Linked DNA regions of Mus musculus: region 2 is linked to region 1. The links are chromatin contacts, called in public Hi-C maps. All regions are on one chromosome and are shown on one strand. Each heading gives the region's core, a stretch centred on a gene start, on an enhancer-like site or on the middle of the called end of the contact. The rest is flanking DNA. Distances are from core to core; before and after follow the strand shown. Region 1 has its middle 83 kb from the start of Mir6419. Region 2 has its middle 52 kb from the start of H2al2a.

Evidence for each region. Hi-C and Micro-C count contacts between places; a contact is called where the count stands out from the background.
Region 2: a contact with region 1 is called in a Hi-C map of Th2 cells, with 2.8 times the contacts expected there. The contact joins two enhancer-like sites.

What each region holds. Positions count from the first base shown.
Region 1 is chr2:17,643,182-17,649,353 of GRCm38.p6, reverse strand. It overlaps a transcript of Nebl not described here. Among named protein-coding and RNA genes, the nearest start is that of Mir6419, 83 kb to the right of the region's middle. Within about 2 kb of position 4,238, at least 7 of the 459 cell types and tissues checked have an H3K27ac peak or open chromatin away from gene starts, as enhancers often do. A contact at or near this core is called in Th2 cells, where this site is marked.
Region 2 is chr2:17,942,249-17,948,624 of GRCm38.p6, reverse strand. No RefSeq gene overlaps it. Among named protein-coding and RNA genes, the nearest start is that of H2al2a, 52 kb to the left of the region's middle. Within about 2 kb of position 2,419, at least 12 of the 459 cell types and tissues checked have an H3K27ac peak or open chromatin away from gene starts, as enhancers often do. A contact at or near this core is called in Th2 cells, where this site is marked.

The sequences.
Region 1 (6,172 bases), core at 2,989-5,488:
GCCTCAGATTTTTTTTTTTTTTTTTGGACCTGCATTTTTCGAGATAGGGTTTTTTCCTGGTGTGGGACTCAGTAAGGAAGCTGAGCTGGATGGTCAGGGAGCTGCAGAGATCTCTGCCTCCCAGCATGGAGAGATATAGCACCCAGTTATTTTCTTTAAAGTGGGTTCTAGGATTAAACTCAGGTTCTTACGCTTGAGCAGAAAGCACTATAGCACTGTGGTTCTTGGCTCACAGGAAAAGGCCCATCCCTTCTGCAAAAATGCTAACTCTTCCTTTAAAATAAATATATTTCTAAGTCCTATGTGGTAGATATGATGTCTTTTCCCTCATGCATCAGCTCACCGGTACAAGATTAGACCTGCCAGAGTTGGTTCATGAAATAGCATGTTGCGGAGTCAAGTTATTTCCTTCTCTTTTTGGAACTGAAAAACCAGCAGCATGTTTGGGATGACTACAGAGGTGGTTCAGTCAGAAAAAGGCTTGGTGCTCACACATAAGGACCTGAGCTTAAATCTTCTAGAACCCATGTAAGAGCTGAGCATGGGAGGGAACACCCAAGATTCCTGTGCTCCTACAGGGACATGGGAGGTAGAGACAGCAGAATCCCTGAGGGCGAGCCAACCTGAAATATGCAGCTGTGAATAATTGAGCCCTTGTCTCAAACAAAGAGGAAGGTGAGGAGTGATGTCTGAGGTTGCCCTCTGACCTCCACACACCTGCTATGGCATGTACATGCCTGGACTCACACACACACACACACACACACACACACACACACACTGACATAAATATATGTATTCACACACATATTTTATATATATAAAATATACACATATTATATATATGTACATATATATTTACAGAGAAACATACATGTATTCACATATAGACACAAACAGAAAGACTGGGGGTCTGGTGGCAAATTTCAAAGTTACCTTATTTTCAAATGCACTATAAAGAATGTTGTTCCTTTCCTTGAATTTTTTAAGAGTAGCCTGCCCAAGTTACATATTACCACCAAACATTTTAGTATGGATTCCTTACACACAAGGATTTCCACAATGCCATCAAGCCCAGGAAACTAGTATCAATATTGTTTGGCCCTAAGATTCTGTTATTAGCTTTTCAGCTGTGTCAATATTCCCTTTCCTCCTTTTTTGGTAGGAGGTTCCTGTCTAGTATGATGTGTTGTGCTTGGTTGCTGCCCTTTTTTGGCTTCTGCTGACCTGCACAAATTCCTTCGGTGTCTAGTGACTCTCATGTCTTGTTGAAAGGGCTGTCACATCCCTCGGTTTGGGTTATGAGTGCATTTTCATGATTATCTCCAAGTATCAGCAGCAGGAGATTTGTGGAACTCTTGCTGTGTTCTTTGAACACATCTTGTGCTGGCTAGACTATGTCAACTTGGCACAAGCTAGAGTCATCTGGAAGGTGGAAACCTCAATTGAAAAAATGTTTCCATAAGCTCCAGCTGTATGGCATTTTCTTAATTAGTGATTGAAGGGGGAGGGCCCAGCCATTGTGGGTGATTCCATCCCTGGACTGGTGGTTCTAAGTTCTATATGAAAGCAGGTTGAGCAAGCCAGGGGAAGCAAGCCAAGAAGCAACATCCTTCTATGGCCTCTGCACCAGCTCCTGCCTCCAGATCCCTGCCTTGTTTGAGTTCCTATTCTGACTTCCTTTGGTGATGAACAGCAGTATGGAAGTGTAAGCTGAATAAATCCTTTCCTCCCCAACTTGCCTTTTGGTCGTGGTCTTTCATTGCAGCAATAGTAAGCCTAACTAAGACACATCCATCCAGTGACACAGGTTTTGATTGACAGCAATACTGATTTATTAAGGTTCATCATTAGTCAAGATCATGCCTTACAAATTACTAAGAATTGTTGAGAAACAATTGAATCTATGAAACCATGTATCTATCTTTACTGTCCATTTATTTTTCCAGCATGTCTTAGGGTTTTTCATTCTATTCAAGGGATGCTAATTCACCATTATTTTGATCCTTAAACTGTCCCATACCAGGCATTGTAATTTTCTGTGACCTTTGTCCCATTCCCCCAATTCTTTGGGCATAGCTTTCTGGCAGAAATGATGTCCCTGTTCATTGAATACTTTTCTTGCCTGTATCCATGGAATCAACCATTTATCCAAGTATCTCTGACAGGGAAACAATCTCACTGACAGTCAGCATTCGGGTGTCTTCTTGCTATCAGGGTATCATTGTTTCTCTTGGTGAATAGACCTAGGAAAAATATGTGTTTATGTGTTAAATGTTAATTAATAGTAACACATATGATAATCTGAATGTCTGCATGATCAGTCTAGGTCATTGTAGATACTGAAGTTGCTGTTGCTCAAATGGGTTTGACACCACCTCCTCCTGGGCCTGCTTTTAAACTCTCTGCTTTAAGGTAGTCCAGAAGCTCATCATGGCTTCTCCCAGCTGCCGAGATGCCAGAGTTGCCCAGATCTTCTTGGGAGCATTTTCTTTGTAAGCCTTTATTCATTTACCTGCTTGTCTTCTCTTGTCTATCTGCTTGCAGGACCCTAGGGAGAGAGACCAACTCCAGATTGTCCTGCACCACTGTTACTTGACTAATTCAGTGAATGAATCTTGTCTTTGAAGCAAGCAGTTTCCTCCAGCCCATGTGGTAGCTTTACTCCCAACTGACGCAGCAGTTCCCCTAACTGAAATCCAACCCCCCAGATATGAATATTTATCAACAGATAGGAAAGTAAAAAAATGTATGTCTCAGGCATTGAATGCAATGTCAAAAGAGGAATTTGTGGAGTTTTTGGCAATCTCAAGACCATAGAATATGTAAATAATATGGGATGGAGAGATGGTTCAGTGGTTAAGAGTACTTACTGCTCTGCCAGAGGACCTGAGATTTATCCCCAGGACCATTTGTAACTTTAGCTCCAGGGGATCCATCTGTTGTAGAAATATTTATTCCTGACCTGGTGTTTCTACCCCACCCATGTCTCTTCTGTCCAGCTATTGGCTGTCTGCATCTTCACTTACCAATCAGAAATAATTTGGCGGCAAGGTCGCATTGTGTCTCTGTGTTGACTCTCTTTGGAGCAACCAGTCTTGAGGAACCAGTATTAGCATTAGAATATAAGCAGCATCAGGCCAACAACCCACTAGAACCTACACTTCTGGCCTCCTCAGTACCTGTATTCACACACACACACACACACACACACACACACACACTAACCCAAAGTGTCTGTGTAAGGAAATGATGACATTCTTTTGTTTTATATGTAAGGCATATATGTGTCAATATAAATAGAACTCATGTATATATGTGAGCTGTGCTGTGTTTCTTTAAAACTTTGGTATTCATTTCAATCAACCATTTTTTAAAAAAGACACCATAAACTAAACGCTTATAGTAAGTTCACAGCTGTCTTCAATATCCTCCCTGTGTCTTTTATTTCACTGGTGATAATTAATGTTTGGAGTTTGTTCAGACATCACAGAACACTGATTTTCGTACTGAGGAATCTCAGTACATGCCATTCCTTGCAAGAATGAAAAATTGTTGATATACTCATGGTCATTGCTCAAGTCCTCTGTAATATTCCCTTTTTATAGAGAGAAGCAGTAATCAATATTGAATGAAAGTAGAGCTATCTCAGGAGGCACAAGGGACCAAACAGTGATGTGCATCAGTGTGGTTTGCTTCCTCTGAATTCTTATATAGCTGAAATCCTTTAAAAGAGATGATGTTGACCATTTTGAAGGAGGAGAATCAAAGTGAACACATGATGTAATATGAAACCAGTAGGTGGGTTTTATGGGGCAGATGTAGAGTGGGTTAGGTGAACATAAGAGCCACACACCCTCATGACAGGCGGGCTGCCCTGTTCTTTTCTATTGCTGTTCAGCAGTGTTGGGCCTCTGGATGCATTTTCATTGGGAGCCTGTTAAATATTGGCTGTGACAAGGTGGTGTGCTGTTGGGGACTTGGATAAGAGTCCTGGGTCCAGAAATTCTGGGGCCTGCTTTTAAGGAAGTACTTAACCCCCAAGACCCTTAGTTTCTTTTCCTTAGCTTCAAAATAGGACTTTCCCCACAGATATGTTGGAAGATTTATCAAATAAAATCTGTGCATTGAATTTTCTGTTGTATTAAAAACATTATCAACATATAGGTACTTCTAAAAATCCCATTTCCTTCCCCAGTCCCTTCCCCATTGTTACCACTGCCAGAGCAGCACCCAAGGTACTTTACCAGAGTGCCACACATCATTGGAGGCTCTGACTAGAGTCCATGGTTCCATGGAAGCAAGCTGAGGGGCACTGAGAGAAAACAAGGAGGTGTTCTGAAAGGAGGAGGCATGGGGAGAGGAGGGTCTTCCCAGGTGGTTTCCATTCAGATCTGGAGGTCATGGAGATACAGGTGTTTGTTATCTCTCTAAGGCTTCCAGGGCTTAATGAAGTTTCTTATGGGGCAAGAGCCACATATGCTTGTTAAGGTTGCCTATTGACATATTGGCAGCAGGAAGCAAACTGGAATCAACAGTGCCACCACGTGGCCCGAGGCAGAAGCAAGCTGAACTAGCCTCAGCCTTCAGCTTTGTCCAAGGACCCATCTCCTTATCTCTTTCCCTCTAAAAACAAGAGCAAGTGTATTTGCCTTGGATGCATGTATAGAGAATGATCTGGAACATGAAACTTCTGGATGCAAGGTGTAGGTGCATGATAATTTCAGCATCCAAAACCTTTGAAGTCCTACCCAAGTGATTATGTCATGGGAATGGAGGACTTTGACATGTGTGTACAGGTCATTCATAGAAACAGAAGGAAGGAAGTTGTGTGCATTGGAAACTGAGAAGGTTTTCCAGGTGTATTAGCCTGGGTAAGAGTTCAGGATGATAAGTTCTGTAGACACTGCTGACTCATATTGAGAGTATGAAGGACTCTAGGGAAGAAAACCACTCGTTTACTCTAACTTCTCCTATTTCCATTATTTGTTTCTCTTACAAAACTGTTCATTACAACTCCTATAATAATATTAAAGCAATAGTGGTTGGTTGCTATTAACCATACTATAAGTAACAGGAAGTAATAAAACATTTTAGGATATGCCAGATCCCATTCCATCCTTGTATTTTTGTGCTTTTGCCACCGGGTTTATTTGCGGACTGAATCTGGGCACAAAGAGTGAATAAATGTAGAGTTTTGACTGTTGTGCTTTCCTTCCAGTAGAATGTATTCTCTTTATGTACCTACTGCCTCGCTGCCCCCCAAAGCTCGTTTTCGGAATAGCACTGAGGGATAGTGCTTACTGCTGCCTTCACTCTGCATCATTGTTGGGCTTGGCCTATCGGTCCAGCTTTTCAAATGGCTGAAGCTTTTACTTGAGCTCATTAATGATGCTGAGAGCCCATAGCCAGGACCGTTGAGACATCTGTTGAGTCTGTTTTCCCTCTCAATTTTAGATCTAACAATCTTAATGTAGAGGGAGGAGACTTTCTCCGCCACACAGGTACATGGTAGAGGGACCAGTGTTAGAGGATTTCTGAATGAGGCATAGAGTGAGAGAAAGTATGAAATCAAAACGACACAGAATTAAAATTGTAAAAGTGATAGAAGGCTAAATTAAATAGACAAACCACAAAAGACTAATATGGTTTTAAGTATATGTATATACACGCATGCATGCATGCATGCATACATACATTCACATAGTTTTACTTCTTGGTGCCAAAAGTAACTTAAAACTTACTGTGCTTTGGAGAAGTTTTGGGGATGAGTGAGAGCAGAGCCCTTTCCCCTGCCCCCCTTGCCTTTTATTTTATAAAGAAAAGTGGTATTTACCCCCTCCAGTATTGTTCAGGGGCAATATAAATGTCAACCACTGGCCTTAATATCAGATATTATAATGTAGATAATTTTAAAATCTGTGTTGGCTACTTTTTATACCTATCATGTTTATTATGAAAAATAGAGATAGTATACGACTACTTTGCTCACTTAGAATGGGTTCTATGTGCTACTAACTAAACCCAATGGCTGTGCGCTCACCACCACCGCGGAGTGCCAGAATGCTGACCATCCACTTCTTAACCACAAATGTTACACAAATGTTTAGATAATCAGCATTTATTTATTGCACACTGACTCCTTATTCCCCTGACCATGACCACCACAGTG
Region 2 (6,376 bases), core at 1,170-3,669, 300 kb before region 1:
ACTTATTTGCTTGGTTGGAGTTTCATCATCAGAAATAGTCTTGGTCTGTGTACACATTGCTCTTCCTTAATAGAAACCTGATGAACTTCAGAATTTATTTGAAATATGTGTTCAATATAAACCACTCTTCATTTTTCCTTTTTCTTTTTTCTTTTCTTGCAGAAATGGAATAAGTCAACAGCCTTTATTTGTTTTCCACCCCCTCCCCCACAGTCTTTCATCTCATTCTTCAGAGCAGGCTGAATGGAAATATTGATAAACATAAAAACATATTTGACTTCATTAATAATCAAAAAACTCACATTAGAATGAGGTACTACTGCTTTTCCCATCACTGTGACAGAAATGAAGGATATTAATCACACCCATTATTGGTGGGGAAGTGAGACAGACCTCAGAGGAAGCACGGCCTTCATTCCCTACAGCTACTCTCTGGTCTGTTCTGAGAACTGGCTCTTTTCTATCCCATGGTCTATAAATCACCCTGTAAGCTTGCAGCCAAGCCCTCCTCTTCTTTTGCTTCTATTTAAAAAAATTTATGTATTTACTGCAAGCAGAGAATATTAGATCTTCTAAGGAAAACCCCTGCCTTCTTTTCAACCTGTTTTCCCCTCACGGTATTTATTACTCTCACCAATTGATTCTGTGCATTCTTGCCCTTTCACTATATTAACGTTAAAAAATGTTTCCCTAATCTCTTCCCATCCCCAGATCCTACATAGAACCACTTTTAGTTAAAGTTTTTCTTGTGAACTTTTTGGGCATTTTTTTTTTCCAATCTTCCATTTCTTTGCCTGACTGTGATTTTGCAGACCTTAATTTTTCTCCCTCCTCTCTTTTCTGAACTTCAAACAAAAGAAGATTTATTAATTTTTTTGGTGATTTCTATCAGACCAGAGTATTAATGGCTTTTGGCTGTACTCACTATGTGCTTCGCTTTGTATCCACAGCTAGGCACAGAGCTGTGGGCTCAGCTTCCTACCCATGTTTTAAATCAGTTCACCAAAGGTTCCTCTTGTACTATCTAAGCATGAAGCCTTCCTATCTTCTATTCTAAATACTTTGAAGCAACATCTGTAATTCCCAACTGAACTATAAGTACCAGGGATGACAGAGCCTTCATCATATATTGCATTGCTATCATATATTGCTGTCCATGTATTGGACAGCTACCTCGATTACTTCTCCTTCTGACTCACCCTTGTAGGGGAAGAAAAGCAATTGGAGGCCAGAAACCAAACTAATATCTGTCCCTAACCCATTGCAAGGTTCATAGCTGAGACCCGTATAACAAAAGACAGACTAACAAAAGTATTAAAATTTAGCATAAGTCTTACATGACACAGGGATACATATGACACCAAGAAAGAACACTGTGTCTTTTTATACTTAGGTTTGGTAGAGAGTGAACAGTGGTCACCAAGAAGACTAGAAAGAGCCTCCTCCTTGCCAGAGGCTAGAGATGCCAGACATGTTTAACCCAAACTATCTCTGATTCTGCCCCGTCAGAAACTGGAAATACCAGAAGGGTAGGACTCAGGGGACAGGGGGCAGGGAGGGCAGGGGGCAGGGTGTGTGTGTGTACCTGGCCTTTTCTTATCTCTTTTCCCTTGAAGGAATATCCATTTCCTAGAGACCATATTAAAGATTGAAACTGCAAGGTCCCTAATTTTCTGAAGTGTGAACGGGACTGAGCATTTCATCCCTGGGTTCCTCTATCCAGTAAAGCCCAAATAACTCGGAGGTGTCAAAGCTCAGGGCTGTACTCTATTCCCCAAGACTCCTCCTAGTATTCAGGAACCACCACAGTCCCCCACCCCCACTTCCCACGTTTAAGTTTCCACCTGGGCTGGAGAGGTGGTTCTGTGGTCACGGGTACTGGCTCCTCTTCTAGAGGAAGAGGATTCAACTCCCAGCATCCACATGACAGCTCACACTGTCTAACTCCAGTTCCAGGGGATCCGACGCTCTCGAACAGACTTCCATGCAGGCAAAACAGCAATTCTCATAAAATAAAAATAAATAAACAAAAAGGAAATTGTTTTAAAATTCTCCCATCTATGCATCTATAATAAACTTCTCTCTAAAATTCATCTGATGTGGCCCATGAATTTCCTCCTTCAAATTCACAGGACAAGACCTCAAAAACAATAGGCTGGCCGTGGCTTTGATGGCCATGTAGTTCCCAGAACCCTACCTCCCTGTGAAAGTCTCCTTCATTCTGAAAGAAACCCGGTTTCTCGTATCAGCAGTATGCTCTGACGCCAAGAAACTGGGGCACGAGACACTTGGCTACTGGTTTAGCTTCTGCTTCGCGTTCCAGCGTCCTTAGTTTTGTCTTGTGAGTACAAGGAGAATCCTCCGTGAACGAAGGTCTTGCTGCTGGAGCGGAAGTCAGGGGAGTTCCCCGGAGGCAGAGTCCACCATGAGCTCTTGCTGCTCTGTTCTTGTTACTGTTGGAGGAAGGATTTGGAGGGAACAGTCAGGAAGTGGAAGCAAGTTTTCTTACAGAAAGCAACCCGTTTGGGGGGCAATATAGGCTTCTAGAGTTTTGCATAGCTCTCTTGAATGGATTGCTTATAAGTTTGAAGAGGTAAAGGATTACAGGAATGGAGTAGTTTTCTGGAATAGGGCCCCTTTCTTCCTCACGTAAGGCTTTGGATGTGTGGTGGCATGAAATGCATGATGGGAGTTACTAGTCCTGTCAGGTTAATGGTATCATCACAGTGAAGCAAAGGGCAGACTTCCTGTAGAACTTACATGGGGAATGTATGCTCGTGAAGATGTCATGAACCCTAGTTCGCAAGCCTCCCTTTTTGTCCCAAGTCTTCTGGCGGAGAGTTTCTGGCTGCCTTGCAGCTTTTGATTTAGTATTTTAGTAGGCACACGCTTACAGTCTCTGAGACAGGAAATAGATGTGGGGGAGGTAAAATATGTCTTTTTTTTTTTTTATTCTCCTAGTTTGGCTTTAGTTAGAATTCTTTCAGTCTGGCACAGAGTAGGTGGAAAGTTCTAGCAGGTAGCTAGCACGGGGTGATTTCTGTCTAAGTACTCACCAGAGAGAAAAGCTGACGAGAAGGCCAGGCATCCTGTGCACTATAAGTGAACAATGTCTTCTTGGTCTGAAGCTGTTCTCAGTCTCCACACTTTTCCACATATGATCCAACAATGTCTCCCTGGTGTGAAGTCTGCCTTGGTCTCTGTGCTTGTGCGTAGTGGATGCATCTGGACTAAGCTATAATCCACATTTTCTCCTTTCAGTTGGCTGGCTTTGTTGCCTGGGTTACTCAAGCCACTTTTCTTCCTAGTAGGCTTTCTGCTCAGTTAGAGTCTTCTATGCCATACTCTCTCCTTCATGAAACTGGTTTTTGTTTTGTTTTGTTTTGCAACACAATTTTGCTGTGTAGCACAGGCTGGCTTTGAACTTGTGGTAGTGCCCCAGTCTCCCTCTGAGTGCTGAGGTTAGAGGCACACATCCTCATGTGTGGCTTCAAGAAGCCTTTTCATGACTTCAGTGAACACTGAAATACTTCCCTTCTAGGGTGAGGAGGGCAAGGATCTAGAAGGGAAGTTACTGCAGTTCTGAGAACCAAGCTATCCATAGTTTGGGAATTGTCCCAGTTTAATCAAACTGGGAGCTCTACAAACTCTAATGGACTGGCCAACAGAAATGCCCACAGTAAATAAGGCAGGTGTATCCCTGTGCTCACTGGACTGAGCATCTTGGAGATTTTGGTGTAATAATATCCATTCAATTCTCTCTTCATCCCTTCTTTCTTCCCTCCCTTCAAACATCTCTTTCTTCCAAACGGGGTCTCATTGTCTCACACTGTAGCCCAGGCTATCTTGGAACACTCATCCATCTCCCTATCTCACTCACACTGTAGCCCAGGCTATCTTGGAACACTCATCCATCTCCCTATCTCACTTTCCTGAGTGTTAGGATTAGATATGAGTCACCACATCCAGCTTTGACAGTTAAAAGAAGCCAGAGAATTGGTTGTTTGTTTGAATAGTCTATCTATCTATCTATCTATCTATCTATCTATCTATCTATCTATCTATTTACCTACCTGTTTATTTTTTCTGCTTTAAGGTTCTCTGGGAAGCCCTGGGTGTCCTAAAACTCAGTGTGTTTGTATTACACTAGCATCAACAACTTATATAATGTTAATCAAAACAGTCATTAAAAAGACAAACTGACTTTAATGGGTTAATAGAACAAGAAGGATAGACCCAATTATATAACAATATTTAATAAGTGATGATGAAAGACATCTAAATGATTTAAGTCTAAACTTATTTAATACTGCTATTAAAACCAGTTAATAATTTCAGAAAAATTCTAGACAATATAAAACAAAATCCAGATGTAACAGTATAATAAAAAAATTAATGTAAAAGTAGAACAAAGTGAACTTGTTTTATATCTTTATCTGATTTTAATACAAGAAAATGATTTAATCATAAAGGCATTAACAAGAGCTGATGGATCTAGCTCAGTGGTAGAATGCAATACTAGAATGGGGAAAGCAGGAGGAGACCAGAGAGGTAAAATGTCAGATTTAGACTACAGCTCAAAGACCCGGGAGGGTGTTGGGGGGGAGGGGGGGAGTGGCAGGGAGGGGGGGGCAGGGAGGAATAAAAGTCAAAATCAAGAAATCAGGATGGTTTAGTATTCTTCAAATTTTTTTTCTCTTTTGGTTTTGAGACATAGCTTGTTTGTGTAGCCCTGGCTGTCCTGGAACCAGCTCTGCAGACCAGCCTGGCCTCAAACTCACAGAGATCCTCCTGCCTTTCTGCTGAGTACTGTGATCAAAGGTGTGTAAGACACTCCCGGCCTCATTTTATGGTCTTTGTACTGGGATTGAGCCTAAGGCCTTATCTATGCTTTCGTGTGTGGCGTGGGACAGTCTACACGTGATTATGGATGTCTGTGGAGAACAGAGGCGTGTGGTCCGCTGGAGCTGACATGCATGGTCCAAGGTGAACCCGAGTCCTCTGCAGGAGCAGCACACACTTCAAACCACCGATCTTTACTTTCTAGAGAGTATAATCGTTATCTCCTCTTCATTTAAAAAAGGGTGGCGCATGCCTTTAATCCCAGCACTCGGGAGGCAGAGGCAGGCAGATTTCTGAGTTCGAGGCCAGCCTGGTCTACAGAGTGAGTTCCAGGACAGCCAGGGCTATACAGAGAAACCCTGTCTCGAACACCACCCCACCCCCAAAAAAGTTTCTTCCTAGATTCTTTTGACATCATTTCCCAAAGCCCTAAGATTCTAATACTGTTGCTTTGGGGTTTAAGATTTTAACATAAGAATTTGAGAGGAACATGAATATTCAGGCCACAGCAGAACTCATAAAGGGTAGGTAGCATTAAGGTCAAATCCTGGTCATATGTAAAATAGAATGAAACTGTGCAATTGTTCCTTTTAGGGTATGTGACAGGCACTCATGGTTTGGATCTTAAATGTTTTTTTAAAGCCTCATATCCTAGAAGCTAGCTCAAGGGCCTGTGCTACCACTGGGGTGTGGAACCTTTAGGAAGTGGGGCCCAGTAGAAGGAACTACGCCATGGGGGCGGGGCCTGGTACTGAAAGTTGACGTCAAGGGATCAATCTCTCCCTCTTTGCTTCCACAAGGTGAGCATCTTTACACTGGTTGTCCTGACTTTTGCCTAGACACAGGATTAGAAATAATGGGCCCAAGAGAACATGGACTGAAATCTCTCAGTATGCATTTTATTTCCTAAAGATTTTTGTCATTGTTTGAAGACTGACAAACACAAAAAGCAAAACGTGGGCTGGAAAGATGGCTCAGAGGTTGAGAACACTGACTGTTCTTCTCTAGGTCCTAAGTTCAATTCCCAGCAATTACATGATAGCTTATGACCATTTATAATGAGGTCTGGCGCCCTCTTCTGGCATGTAGGCACATATGCAGACAGAACACTGTACATAATAAATAAGCAAATCTTTCATTGTTTGTTTGTTTTTGGTTTTTGTTTTTCGAGACAGAGTTTCACTGTGTAGCCCTGGCTGTCCTGGAACTCACTCTGTAGACCAGGCTGGCCTCGAATTCAGAAATTCGCCTGCCTCTGCCTCCCAAGTGCTGGGATTAAAGGTGTGTGCCACCACTGCCCGGCATCCTGCACACTCTTTATACTTTTTTTCTAGTGCAGTGTATGCTCCGCTCAAACTCCCAAGTTGAAATCTTAACCCCCAAGGTGATAGCGTTAGAGGGTAGGCCTTCAGGAGGTGGTTACATCATTGGGTGGAACCCTCACAAATGGTGTTGTGCCTTATAAGTTATGCCCCAGAGAGCAGCATCATTCTTTACCATTACATAAGGACACGGCAAAGAGACACATCCCAGG